Linked DNA regions of Zeugodacus cucurbitae: region 2 is linked to region 1. The links are chromatin contacts, called in public Hi-C maps. All regions are on one chromosome and are shown on one strand. The core of a region is the stretch at or near the end of the contact, and the rest is flanking DNA. Distances in the headings are between cores, read along the strand shown. Region 1 holds the start of LOC105215599. Region 2 holds the start of LOC128922007.

Region 1 (7,401 bases), core at 1,626-4,125:
TTATTCATATTCTACGAGGTGTGTTCAAAAAGTAACGGGAATTTTTAAAATTTCCAATTGCTATAAAATCTAAATGTCACAACGTTTAATGCTGATATAAAGGCCCTGAAGTGCTTATTATTTAAAATTGTGCTCAAACAGGTACAATATGATATGCACCGGTCTATTTACTTTTCTATTATTATCTGTGATTATCAACATTGGAATAATGGGTGTCACTCAAATCATAATCAGCTTGTCAGTCACTTTAAATATAATTATGTAACCAATTGTCTTTCTTCTTATAACAAATGTCATTCGGAAGCACTATCCAGCGTAAAATTCTCATTTTTAACATGGAATTTCTACTTTGTTACTGCAAGCGCTTTGATCTGGTATTTATACATCCGTTAAATCAAAGCAACTTGCCAGTGAAATGCATTTAGATTTGTTTAATAAGCTGTTGCATTCACTCACTTGCAAATTCTTAATAAAAACTTCCGTTTAAACTCATTACGAAAGCATAAAAACAAAGCGAATATCTCTATAATACAACTCATATATGAATGAATGTTTGAAAGTATGGCTGAATTGTTTAACTTGTTGTCTGTCTTGTTGAAGGTTTAACTAATTTTTGACAGCTGAAATCAAGCAAAAAGGCAACTGCGATAATTTCAGTTATAATTTATATATTCTATGTATACAGAATATATAAATATGTAAGCATTAACAAACAAGTCAAGTCACAATTACATTTTAAGTAGCTGAAGTGAATCGCAGTTCTAACGATAATTACTTTGTTTTGCATTTGTTTTCGTAATAATAATGAGCTTTTAATCGCGCACAATTTTGACGTTTGTCAATGTGAATGTGTGTAAAGCAAGTGTGTGTAATATGTAATAATTAGTGAGTATGTTTAGTTATAAATACTCGCATCAATTGAATCTGATAATTGAATGTGGAAAAACTGATTTACTAAGCGGTCTTCTTACTGAAGGAGCTTAGCTAGTTTAGTATTACACTAAGAGTATAATTAAATAAATTTGAGCAGAATATTTATAAAAATCATTTTGAAATGAGAATTGCTTCACGATAACTAATTATTAGAAAATTTTTCCTGAATAAATAATTCTAAAATAAATTAAAATAATTTTTATAGAAGCCCCCATCATTACCTATAGATTTATTCATACTAGCCATTCAGAGCTGCCTAAGGAGAGAACAATTTAATTGCTTTGTCTTTTTCTCAGTAAATCGTTTTTAAATAAATTAATATATATTTAAAATTCCAACACCATTTTCTCATATATTCAACTCTACGTTGCAGTTTCCAAGAGGGAAACACTTTATTTTGGCAGATAGAGTGGGCAAGTATTAGTCATTTTCACACCGCTAATTATCAACAAACTGTGGCGACTGATTCATGCTCACAAATATAACTTCAAAAGCCGCAATTATTCATGATTATTTTATTTTCATAAAACTAGTAAGTTAAAAAATAATTGAAAAAGTACTCACCTTTCAAGTATTTAGCTAGTCTTAGTAGACTTATGATGCAGAGTTTACACAAATCGCGATTTCTATTGTTAAAAAATAATTAAGAATTATTATATTTAACACGCTCAACACTTAAATGCGATCGTGAAAATGAACTTGAGTAATAAAATATGCAAACTAAACGTTATTCCCGGCGCTTTACACTGAGTCACTGAGTAGCTGAGAAGCTGGTAAAAAATAATTTTTTTTTAATTTTATAAAAATAATACTGAATAATTATTTTAAAATAAACGAAAATTATATAAAAAATTAAATGTAATAAAAAAATTTTGTACAAAGAAAAATATTATTATTTTTAATTACTTTGATAATAAAAGAAATTATGTAGAAAAATTTTGCATAAAGAAATATAAGAAAATAATTGTATAAAAATAATATAAAATCTAAGAAATCGTTTTAAACATTCTTTATGTCGCCATATATTTTTAAAGTACTAAAAATTAATTTATTTCGATTTTCCACTGCAACTAAAGGCCGCAATTAGTACTCCGCTTACGTATGATCGTTTGACTAATTGCGTTTAATAACGTCTTCCGCGTAATGAACGCCACACACTTAACGCCAATTGGCGGCGATAGTGCTACGTAATTGAAACCAATAAAGGTGTATTACGGAGCTTGAGAGCGAGTGGCAATAACAGTAATAACAACCAACAACAAACAACTGCAGTAAAAGTGACGCAGAAATAACAATAATAGTTTGCACTTTTAAGTTTAAGTACACGAAACAATTACGCGACGCTTAAACCAAAAAAAAAAAAATCAAAGAAAACTACAACAAAAGCAAATCACAAGCGAAATGATTGTTTTCGAACTTTCTGTAAATATAAACGCGAAAAATCTTAATTATTCACGTTGCGGATCAACGCTTCAGCTGCTGCGACGGTAACAATGAAGCTCATACGATCGCCGCCGTTTCAAATGTTGATTTCACTGAATATATAGATACATATATGTATGTGTTGTTGTTTTTAGTTCGTAAGTTGTGATTTTTTTCTTAGCACACGAGCGCTCACACTGATATCCACCTCTTTGAATTATATTCGCACGTTTTATTATTTTTTGGTTTTCATTGTGTTTTCGCAGCGTTGCCTCGTAAATAATTTTCAAACAGTTTTGAGATTTTTTTTTTCACCCAAAATTATTCTAATTTTACACTCTCTGACCACACACACTTTTTGTATATTATATGCTAATTTCGTTATGAAAAAATAAAAACGCTTACGTCTTTGTATCTGACGCTGATTTCACAAATTGGCTTAGCAGAAAGCCCCCCAACAAACTGATATTAGCAATGTTGTTCGCTTTGATTGTCCGCGCCACTTACGTTTCACGGCGACGAGCGCTCCAAAAATGCCACTTCACAAAGCTAACAACTGCGAGCTGCCACAGACACCGACTGACTCTGCTACAGCCAGTGGCTGGCGCTCACTTTCAAATTGAACGATTTTGTGCTCCCGTCACACTGTTTGCGCTGTTGCTCTGAGAGTTGCGGTGTTGCCAGATGTCGCTCTCGATTACTTTAAATATTGGAGACACGTTTAGAAAATTACTGAGATTAACAGACTAGTTGATGATAACATCATTCTGTAGCACTAACAGTGTTCTGTATTTAACACCGTAGAGATAGCAGAAAATGTTTATATATTTGTGGAGCGCAAATGAGCGGCAAATAATCACATTTTCTGAGTACGGCTGTTACTTATGCTAACCGCCTGATTTTCAATGCCAAAGGCGCTCTCATATAAACAAGTTATATCAGCTGTACAGATACTTCAACAGAATGTTAAAGTAGTGATGTTGTAATTAACCTCGCTCTCTTAATTTTAACAGTTCTTCAAACATTTTAATTTAATGGGAGACAATGTAAACGTTTTCAAATATTTTTGCATGTTTTTAGAATTTAGAATAATTTCTGTTAATTTTTCCATATTTTATGAATAATTTTGCAACACATCTTCGCGTAATTTGTCCGTCAGGGAGGATATAATAACGTTATATCAATGAATATTTTCTTATTAAAATATTATTAAATATTCAGTGAAATTATTGTGAAGACACAGCTCCTTCTTAGTCTACCAAATAGTATTGCTTGTATCCAAACATCTTATTTATGAACACAGCATTGCGACACAAATGCTATGTGTTTCCTCTCTATCTGTAACGCCTTTTTTTAAAATATTGCTGCGGTAAATGTCAATTTCTTGTGCCTTGAAAGGTAGCCAACTGCCCAAAAAGTACAGTAATATGAAAAACGGAATAAAAATGGCGATGACTTTTTCATAAAACATACTATTGTCAGATGGTTGGGAAGAGTGGAGTCATATGTGAAGAGAAAATTAAATTTACCGCTAGAATTATTTTTGCTTGAAATATAATCTTAAATTTTAAATGGAAATTTTCGTGTCTGTATGATGGTCTGAAGTGTCGAGACATTTTTTATTAAAAACAGCTCAGACTGCTGAGTTATGTTTGGTTAAGTTTGGTTTAAGTGAATATGTTCTAAGTTAAGTTTGCAATACGTTTTGTTAAGTCAAGTTGTGTTAACTTCAGTTGACGTTCAGTTTTGATTAGTTCAGTTTTCTTAATGTAATCCACCCTCATGTAAAGTATCTTTTCGGAATATTTTTTTTATTAATTAATTAAGGGTAGCAACATTTTCCTATATTCTACACTCTCTTCCATTCTTCCATTCTAGCTGCCTAAGTCAACAGAAAACCCAAAGAAATTTGTAAATTAGAAATAATTTTAGTCAACAAATAAATTTGCCATATTTATCGTTAGTTAAGAACTGGGCTGTTGTCTAGATTATTAACACTGTTGATCAGCTTCTACTCCTACTACTTTTACCGAATATCTTCAATTTACATACATATATACTGCATCTGCTAGCATCTACTATATGTCCTTCCACCAGTTTCCAAAAACTGAACACTTCCACTTTCCACTTTCGTCTCGCCTAATTTATTTGCTACTTAAATACCTTCTTTATTTTAATGCAAAACACAAATAATCATAAAAACAACATAAACATTGACACCAATGTCCTACACAAACCAAGAAACAACAACAATGTTATGAAGAAAATACTTGACCAAAGACAAATCTCAGATAGGACATAAGAGAATTAATGCATTCTTTGGCAATTGCAATGCGTAGACCCTTGAGGTCACACAGGCACACACATTCCCATAACAACAACAACGAATTTTACACTGCTTATGTGTATGGGTGTGCACGAAAGGGCCAACGGGACAGACCCAACGGCGACATTCAAACTAATAAATGACCGACGTTTCGAAAAGACGTAAGCGCCGTAAGCTAAATGAAATGTCACTCGGATATGGTATGATAGTGAGATTATGAATCCCGTGGGCACAGTTTGTGTGTGTTCTTCATAAAAGAGAGAGTTCGCAGTTAAGTAGTGCGTGTGTACGAGTATGTTATATGGTCAAGTGGGAAAACTAGTTCATAGATATAATTTATAATTTAATAATAATATATGTTTTTGTTTATATAAGTACATTTGTTATGCTCTTCTACTACATTTCTATGTAATATGTACTTGCTGTGCTCATTAGTTAGTTTTTGTTAGAAGAATCATTTGACGTTAGGTTAAGATAGATGTTTTATAGGAGGTTTTCCAGTAATATAGGACGAATATATAATATTAGAGAAAATCTCAAGTTCTTCTAAACAAATCAGGGTTCTCTTTAAACATAGAATAATATTTCAGGCTAAAGCTGGACTGAAAAGATGGCAACCCTGGACTCAAAATCACATATTTATGAATTAATTACACTGTTTCTTTAAGGCATCATTTTCAGAGGATGTAAAATGCTTTACATTTTTAGAAATCTTTAGAAAATAATCGCGTTTCAACAACATTTTAGCGCTACCGTTTTAAGTAAATAGCATTAGTTGAAATGCTTCGCATCACAATCCGGATCAGTCTGCGCCAGGCTATTGAAAATAGCATTAGAAATTAGGAAATGTGTCAGCTGCAGCTGTGTTTTGGTGGAGCTGATGGTGGTGGTGATGCGGTTGCGGCGAACCACTTTCGTAGCATACTTTTTTGCGCGCAATCGCTGCGCATATTTTATATCAGCTGGTGGCGCGGCTGTTGCTGCTGGAGCTGCACTCCGTCGACCGACCGGCTTGTGTGTTCCGCAGTATTTATTTCTTTTGTAGTTCATACTTTTTTGTGTGTGAATATATTTTGGCATGTGCCGCTAAGTATGTCACATCCGCTTATAGTGGAGACCTCGCTGGCGTTCGTCATAATGTGTGGCGCATGCAAGCGTCAGTTCTCGCTTCCCCTAGCTGAACTAATTACATTTTTAATTAAGTCTCTAATACTCTTAGGCTTGGCATGGAAGTGTTGTAGTCTGACTTCAGGGAAGTGTTTGAGAGACTTCATAAATAGTATAAAAGCGTTTTGTGGATTTTATTATTTACTTGTAACATGAAATTGGTATTTTTGGTGATTTTAGTAAAAATATAAGTAAGAAAATATATTGAACATATCAAAGGGATATTCTTTTTAAATAATAAAGTTTCTATAGTCAAATTATCAGAACAACAGTACTGAGGTTACAATTGGCTCATACTGGATGTATATGGTGCGTTTCCGTGACTTTGATGGGTTCAAAACGAATTAATCTGCACAATTTATTATTTACGATGAGACAACGCCAGGGTTTAATTGATAGTCGATGGTAAGAAGACCGCAGATATAATTTGAGAATTCCTTCGATCAACTTACTGGTCACTAATTATACAATAATTTTTTCTAAAACTCTAAAACTCTAAACTTAATTAATGATTACAACAAAAAAAGCGTACAGAAACAACGGCATAATCCAAAAAAGAATCCCATTTAATATTGAACCGGGGTGCAATGCCTAAGAAGAAATAAAAAACAAACTTTGCCCTTAGGTTCACTGCATATTTCCTTGGAACATACAATTTAATGTAACTATTTGTGTTGTCTTTCGCTCTTCTCCGCTTAGACAGTAACTTTCTCTGCGCTGCAGTGCTGCTCTAAACACTTCATAAAATGTATTACTATGTGTTACTTCATTCTTTTCATTGTCTGCTGCACCGGCGGTGGAGTAACGGTGTGCTAGAGGTCACTGAATTCTCAAGTTCCCTGTTTACAACCAACAGCAGTCACGTAGTTTCCTGGTTTGATTGTCTGCCCACTGTTCACTGGCTACACTATAGCTACAGCTAGTAGATATGGCTACTGCCCTTGGTCCTTCTCCGCGTCGCCGACTGGCAAAGAGAGCATGTAAACACACACATACAGAGCTTGTGATGAGGACTTGGAGCGGTAAATAAAATATATATAAATAATATGTGTGTAAATAACAAGTGCATGTAAGCACTTCTAAGGATAACGGTTTAATAAATATCTTCAGGGCTTTCTAATAGGGCTTTCAATAATTTTAGCCTGAGCTCTTTAAATTTTATTAGAAGGCAATTAAAAAGAGAAATATGTTTCGAAGTAAAAATTTAATATGATTTAGCATAGAAGAGGGAGAAAGTAGGGTGTTATCTTTTCATTTCGTCATGACTCTCAAAACAAGATATATCAACTGATCAGTAACTGTCAAAGTCAGATACCGACAGATGGCGGTCAAACTTAAACTTGATTTATTGCATTCTACAAATAATTCTACCGATTCATATAGAAGAAGTCCATAATGTCTACTGTCAAAATACAACAAAATTCCATCAAGGAAAGAGATCCAAAAGTATAACTTCAGTACGTCCAACTCAAAGAATGATCCACTGAAAGCATTATTGTTAAGTCATACAGAATTCGAATCTAGTTTTCAAGCAATAAAGGATGACAATGCAA
Region 2 (7,401 bases), core at 1,948-4,447, 220 kb after region 1:
GGGAACACAATTAAAACTTTATATAAACAGTTAGTAGACGCAACCAAAAAGGTATAATAGTTTAAATAGTCACTAAAAACACAAATCACGTTAGTCTTAATTAATTTCACAAGTTAAAATATATTCCTTTAACTTCAAAATCCATAAAAAATAATCTTGAGTCGTTACCGTGATCAATTACCAGAACAAATTGAAGTTCGTTGTTGCTGCGAAATTAAAAAAAAATGTTTGATGTGCTTTAAAAAAATACAGGGATTTGCATTTAACTCTATTTTTAAAAAGTGCCGTTAGATTTTTAGGAAAACCCGGTTTGCAAATAGGAAGATTGGACAATTCAGAAGACATCTTTATACATTTTGACAAAAAATCATAAGATGGATTTTTTGATTTTTGGCATGGCGGAACCACTGTACACCACAAGGAAAACAACAAACCGCACAGCATGTCAATTAAGGAAACAGCTTCCGCTATTTGTCGAGCTAGGCTTGATTACGAAAATAAACAGGAAATTGCTAACCAAATTTGTTTGCACTCCACATAGCTGTCGAATTTAGTCTACTGAACGATCAACTGAATTCAGACAAGAGCGCACAACGCCCCTCTATCGCATCGAACGATAAACCCAGATCAACGCATGGTTGCTGATGGCGATTTGTTCGCTTGCACATTGTTATTTATACAGTTTTGTTGTTGGTGGCAAATTTGCATGGATGGTGATGGTGTTGGAGGCGCATACAACATTTGACAACAATAAATGTCTCCGTTTTGAAAATGGAGAATGTGCGTGTGAGCTATATTAATGAATAAAACAAAATAACTGATTTCGAAAAATTTAATCCTATCACATATATTATAATTTTTTCATTACACTTGTACCGTTACTTAAACCGTTAAAATTCATCTCCGCTCCTTGTCGTGTTCTCAGTTTAAGCACTTTTGGCCGTAATTTGAAGTTCCTGTTGAACAGTCTGCCTGTTCAGGCTAAATGTGCATCTCAGCAAATAAAAAATTCAAAGGAGAGAAGTAATTTAAATTACAAATATGTATGTGTATATATTTATTGAGTACTCACATCGAAAATTTTCTTTTCAGCGAGTCGCCCTGCGCATTCGTTTGACTCACATAGTCCTCCTCTCTTTTCAAGTAGTCTTCTTCTGCACCAACAAACCTCCTCGTTAGTCTTACAAATCGTAGAAATGGAAGCGGCTTTTCAAACTTGATTAGCCGAAAAAATAAATGATTCGATAAGTCCTATTCCTAACGTAAAACTGCAAAAAACTCACCTTCAAATATTCAACAATCTGGGAAAATCCTATTGTCAAAGGCTCAAGTGGTGCCGGTTGTCTGCGACTTAAGATATCATTTGCCTCCGTAAGAAAGTACGAAGTTACGCCACCAACAAACCAAAGAAGCAGAACTTTGAGCTTCTTACAACATCTTATTAGCTCTAGTGAAGCCTCCGCATTTATTAGTCTGCAGCCGTCAAGGTGTAGCTCTTCCAAATTCACCAATTCCTTAAACACACCCAGTGATAGAGAGGGCGTTAAAGCAGCCCGACAAAAATATTAAACGCTTCAAGTTTGTCAGCTCCGAAATTTTCAAGAGATGTTGCTCAGACACGTAACCGTCAGAAAGTACCAATTCTTCCAACTGATTCCTCCGACGCAATTCATCAAAAAAGATAGTGGCATGTTGCCCTGTGCATGTCTCGTACAAATTGTGGTCCTCCAAACAGGTCTCACACTCATGACTGACGAAATCCCAAATCTCGAGCCTTTTCAATTTCGGTAAAGTGCCGACCAGTTGCCACGATTTACAAGGGTTAAATTCTATCACGAGCTGTTCGACGTTTTTAAGGTTTTCGAACATTTCAAAGGCGTATCTATTCGAAAACATGTGTGGGTCGTTGGGCATTACAAGCGTCCTCAATGGATTGTAATATGTTATTTGCAGCAAGCTTTCCGGCTGAAACAATTTATTAGTGTTTATGTGCAGCTCCGTGAGACTGTTGAGTTCCATTAAGCTGCTACCTAGAGAATTTCAATAACTGTCCGATTAAACGAGCGTTTAGTGGCTCCTACTTAAACATTTTTAGTGTCTAGATGTTAGACGGAAAATTTAGCTTGAATGGAATGTAAGCTAAAACTTAAGATTAGACCTATTTGTAATTTTAATGGAATGACTTCATTCCAACGAACGGACGAGCAATAAGAAGCAAGAAGAAATAAATAAAGTTACATGCGACCCGTTGAAGCCTACTTAGATAATCCCACAGAGTAATACCAATTTTATCTAGGCAACTATCCACTCCGAAGCCTTTAAGTACTTCGATATCTGATTTCAAATCCTAAACTGTCAGTTTCAAATCGAGCTTACCTCTCAAATTATAAGTGCCGATGCAGATCAGTTTCTTCAGATTTGGTAATGGCAACAATTCGGCCAAATACTCATCGGTGAAGGAAAAGAGTTTCGCCTCTTCAATCTCCTTATGGCAATCGCGTAATTTATTCAGAAAGTATTTTGTACATTTTGACTTCGACAAATTAAGTTTCTTTATAGTTCGCAGCGGAAAGTCGCCGGTCCCAATGAGATGACCATAATTTTTCGCTAAATTGTCATTTACTTCCATCCAATTGTGAAAATACTCGAAATAGATGTTCTGAAATCGTTTGCACACGTTGCTCCAGCAGTATTGTTGAACATCGCGTTCCAACTTTTTGCAAATCATCGTCAAGCAGTCATCTGGTAGGTCCAATATAGAAGCCATTTGGATAGTCGATTTACGTTTAGATATAAAACCTTAAGTGCGGTGACTACCTCTTGTCAACTCAACTTGTGTTGATAAAATGCCAGTAAATTCAATTCTATTCATAAATGTATTTCGAAACTAAATGCTGTGAGTAATAAGCTTCTCCTTGAGTGATTTCGTTGGATGGCGACTCTCTGTAGGCGATGACTTTTACTTTTAGAAGAGTTGCATGTTTTCACCTCACCAAGAAATACGAAATCAGGCGATAAGAAATTCTTATTGAAGAATATACATTAATTTGCTTCCCGAAATAGTAAACAAATACCGCGTAAACACTACATTTTGGTTCACTTTTACTTTTTGAACTTTGAATGCAGGTTCTGTGGACTTGTTAATTGATAATGAATTTAAATGCAACCGAATACTACTTGCAGCCTTCGCTTTCTATTAAGAACTAAATCTTGTGAAACATACAGAATCATACTCAAGCAGATTATACTCTCTGTCAGCTTGCAATTAAGTTCACAGCGCTCTCGTCGATGATTCGCCGATCACTTCGCTCACAAGCCGATCATTAGTCATGCAGCGTTTATTGAGTTTTTTGTTGTAGTCACTCCGTCGCAATGTTCACTGAGAAGCGTATAAGCGGTGCTTAACAATACTGTCCCTCCAAATATTTTGAATGCTCTTAATATATATGACATACTTATATTAAAAATAGGCACGTCACGACCAGCCCTTTGTATGATCGTGTTCAAGGTGAACTCGCGACCGACATGATTTCAGACGTTTGACGAGTGAGTGCAATTTCTCCCGACTTACTCGGATTTATGTGCTAAAGAAGTATTTGTATATGTTTTACTATTTCCCTCCCACTAACCGGTGGAATTCCCAAGAATCTTCTTTATCATAGCTGCTTGTATTAATTCAATGAGCGAAGAGTGACTCAGAATTGTTTGTGATTTATGGGAATTAATGTAAATGTTATGTAATCAGCGGACATAAGTGTATAGGATGAGTGATTGCAGATTTTCAAGATTTTAAGGAAAGTATAATATATAAATTCGATATATATTTATATATTTCTATATTTCGAGAGGGAGCTGGGACAAAGAACCTAATAAACTAAATTGTAGTTGTTATTTGGTCAAATTCAATGACACTTATCTGACAAAAATACTGGAAGATAAAAATTTCTAAAATGGTGAAATTTCATACCAACTTGACTGACCTTACTTTTGTACGAAAAATTATATTTTGTAAAAAAATATTATCAAATTCTCCATCAAAGGAAACCATTTTTATAAGTTTGCTTACGAATGTCATTAAATTTTAAATAGTGAAAACAGTACATAAATTACATGCTAGGGCAAAATATAACTCCTGAGTTACTACTCAAAAGTAAACTTTTACAATATTATTTGACTTTGAGTATAAAAATCAGAGAATATACCAATATTGTTTGATCAAAAAGTATCCTTATGCATTTTGAAAACCACTCTACCGTCTATAAATTGAAGTACAAAATCCACACGAATGTCAAACTAGTAATTTTAATTTTCAACTCTTTTTCATTTTCTGCAAGCACATACCGTTATTCAAAGCGTACGCCCACAGCACCGAAAGCATGACAACATGAAACTTACCGAAGAGCCGCTGCGCCCTCCGCCAGCACCGGCGAGGCAATGGCTGTGGGTCCCATAGGAACACTAGCAACTTTACTAGCGCCATCAGGAGAATTATAATGAAAGTAAAGTAACACACATGAGTAGGCATGGTTGTTGTACGTATATGTTGAATTGCGAGGTTTTATCACCACTCAGTCTCAGAGAAATAAAGTTGAAAAAAAAAAACGAATGAATTAAAAATCTACTCCAGAGAGCACCCCAACTTAATTTAAAATGTTAGTGTCGAACAATGAAGCAGCACTCAACAAACATTGTAATATATATAGAGCATAAAGGCAGGACTTTGCAGCCACAAAAGGAAATAAAGATCTTCACTTATGCTAACACTCATACATCAGCAAAGCGCGCATACACGAACTCCTTAAACAATGGTCGCTGTCATCGTCATTGGGGCTTTAAGCTCTAGGAAACGTGTTTGTTAAAACTATGAAAGCTGCTGAGCCGAGCTGTGGCCAGAAATTGGTGTTGAAATTTTAATTAGTTTAGCTGCTGGCAGGTTTAATAAAATCCGGTCACTTTATTTAGAGGCCTCCATCTTCATGTGTGAGTGGCGTTAGTTTACATAAGACTGGAGAAAAGGAAGTTTCGTTGTAGATTTCGGAAGCTTTCGCTTTATTCATATATAAATTCCTAACAAAGGAATTAAATAAGTCACACATTTCTCCTTCCGGCATTGGGGTTTTCAAAACCTGCCTTTCACTTCAAATCAAAATATAAAATTGGCAATATAAAATACGTGTCGCCGTTTGAGTGGCTACAGATTTTGACTGCAGTTACGTTCGCTCTCATGATCTGATATGGAATTGAGAACTCTCAAATTAAGAGTGTTTTCACTCAGGCCATACATAAGATCATTAATGGATTGAAATTCATTATATACAGTGTAGTAAGCTCTTTGTCGGAAAGCTCGTAAAATGTTCCACTCGATATGTCTCTCAAACACTGCGATGGTGCTACTATTAGACTTTCACTACGTATTGTAAATAATGTTGAGAATTTAAGGCTAACGGTCGCTCAAGAGATAGTCGCTTGGTATCACTCACTTTAACTTTGTTAAGCGGTGATTGTAAATATCAACGTTATAATTATTTCAATCACAATTACTAAATCGACTGATTTACAAATAATTGAAGTAACATCATTACATGCTTACAGAGTGAGTCAGAGCGACCAGTATTCCATATGAGTAGAAACTGATTTTTTATTCAGATTTGTCAATATACCGTCTCACCCAAATAATTTGCATAAATGCAAATAACAAGAAAACAAGTAAGGAAGAGTTAATTTCAAGTGTGACCGAGCATTTCCTACTCTTGGACGATATCAAACTCATATACACCATCATACTACACTATTAGTAAGATAGATTTTGATACAGATTGGTTGCTGACATTCCTTTGTAAATACGTCAACCCCAGCTATTGAGCAAACTCTCTATACAATTGAATTAAAGTGAAAAGCGTGGCTTCGGGGCAACAACCGTCAGCAGCTATAATAGAAGCCAGCTAAACGATAAACTGAAAGGCTCCCCATTGCCTCCTTATATTGCCTCCCACATATGCCAACAGGAATAATAATTCCCCTGTATGTAAATATATGCGAAAAGAGAATCAACTAGAGGGAGTTAAAGAGTTAAAAAATATTATGGATTTTTTTAGATTTTTTCAATGAAGCCATGACAGCAAATGCGGCGCTTTATCGCGCTCGCATAGGAGAAGGGGAGAGCTATAAAAAGTTATAGTTCGTAAGTAATCTGGTGGAAATGACACTTTCAATATTGCCTTGTGGTGACGTTGTTGTAATAAGCAATATCGCTTGCTACGAGTAGCATTTGACTAAAATCAAACAAATCCGATTGGAAAATCTGTTTAAACGACAATGCCAATATGCGGCAAAGCAAACATACATACATTCGAGTGTGTGTGTTTGTTAGCTTTTGCAGCGTCGAAAGTTCTTTGATCTGGCGGCTGCTTTTAGGAAGCGCCGTCATGAATCAGCTTATATGCGTTAGTGGAAAAAAAAATATACTGACATTTTCATTTATTTTTATTTTAATATAAGTTAGTTTTTCAACCGATTAATTATATATATGACCTAATCAATTATGTATACTATTTACGTACTGAATTTAATTAATATATTTAAATATTAACAACCGTTTGAAAAAAACATTCTTGAAAAATATTTTTTACTGTAAGCTTTCTAGATCAGTTGGAGAGTCCTCAAAGATATTGTGATTTAATTTATAATTTCTGCAAACATATGGCAACCTGAGCATTTACTATGGTGACAGTGACGAAGTTTGAGTGCGCTACATAATTTCTTTGCAGGCGCTCAACATTCCTGTGTTGCTTATTATCGAAGCTGCAAAACTGTAATGAAACATTTAATCAACATTTAATACAGTTTCATACTTTAAGCGTCATTCTTCCTAAGCCATTCCCACTTTTATTCCTCCTTATGAGACTTACATTTCGTACACCAGCAACCACATGGCTCGTAGCTTTCCCTCCAAGTACTGAAATTGTCAAGTGTATAATTAACATAAATTGCGTTTACCTCGATAGACATGCCGAAGAGTTGAACAAAGCCACAGGGAGAGAGAGAGTAAAAAAGCGTAAAAATATTACAGTTAAATGGTCGCTAAGTCTGAAATCAAAATCAAACAAAATAGGCGAAAGTTACAAAAGCAAAAGCTCCGGCTTAAGCGCCGTTTATAGAGTGAAGAGTGACTGAGTGCGTGGGCGGTAGAAGGGTGAGTGTGTGGATCACGTGCGCATCAGCGGCAGCAACTTGCCTATGAGTGGCAGCAAAGCAGCCTCACGCCATCGGCCATGAGGTGGATGGTGGTACGCCAGCCTATATGGAATGCTGTTGTTTGCATCGCTCGTTCAGCATGCGCCTCGTTCATTGAAAACGAATGCTTTCTAAGTCCCACAGGTTGGAGGCAGGGATTTGTCGCCG

What was found. A called contact is a pair of places that touch in the nucleus more often than the background predicts.
Region 2: a Hi-C map of whole body shows a contact between it and region 1, with 10 times the contacts expected there. The contact joins the promoter of LOC128922007 here to the promoter of LOC105215599 in region 1. A contact is called at or near these places in 2 of 2 Hi-C or Micro-C datasets (both in whole body).

What each region holds. Positions count from the first base shown.
Region 1 is chr5:69,918,929-69,926,329 of idZeuCucr1.2, forward strand. LOC105215599 reads right to left here and starts at 2,876. Exons shown (of 5, transcript XM_054232263.1): 1 at 2,761-2,876; 2 at 1,498-1,559.
Region 2 is chr5:70,135,924-70,143,324 of idZeuCucr1.2, forward strand. LOC128922007 reads right to left here and starts at 3,198. Exons shown (of 5, transcript XM_054231249.1): 1 at 2,377-3,198; 2 at 1,558-2,030; 3 at 1,284-1,556; 4 at 1,073-1,215; 5 at 700-981. The coding sequence starts at 2,767. The coding sequence ends at 927.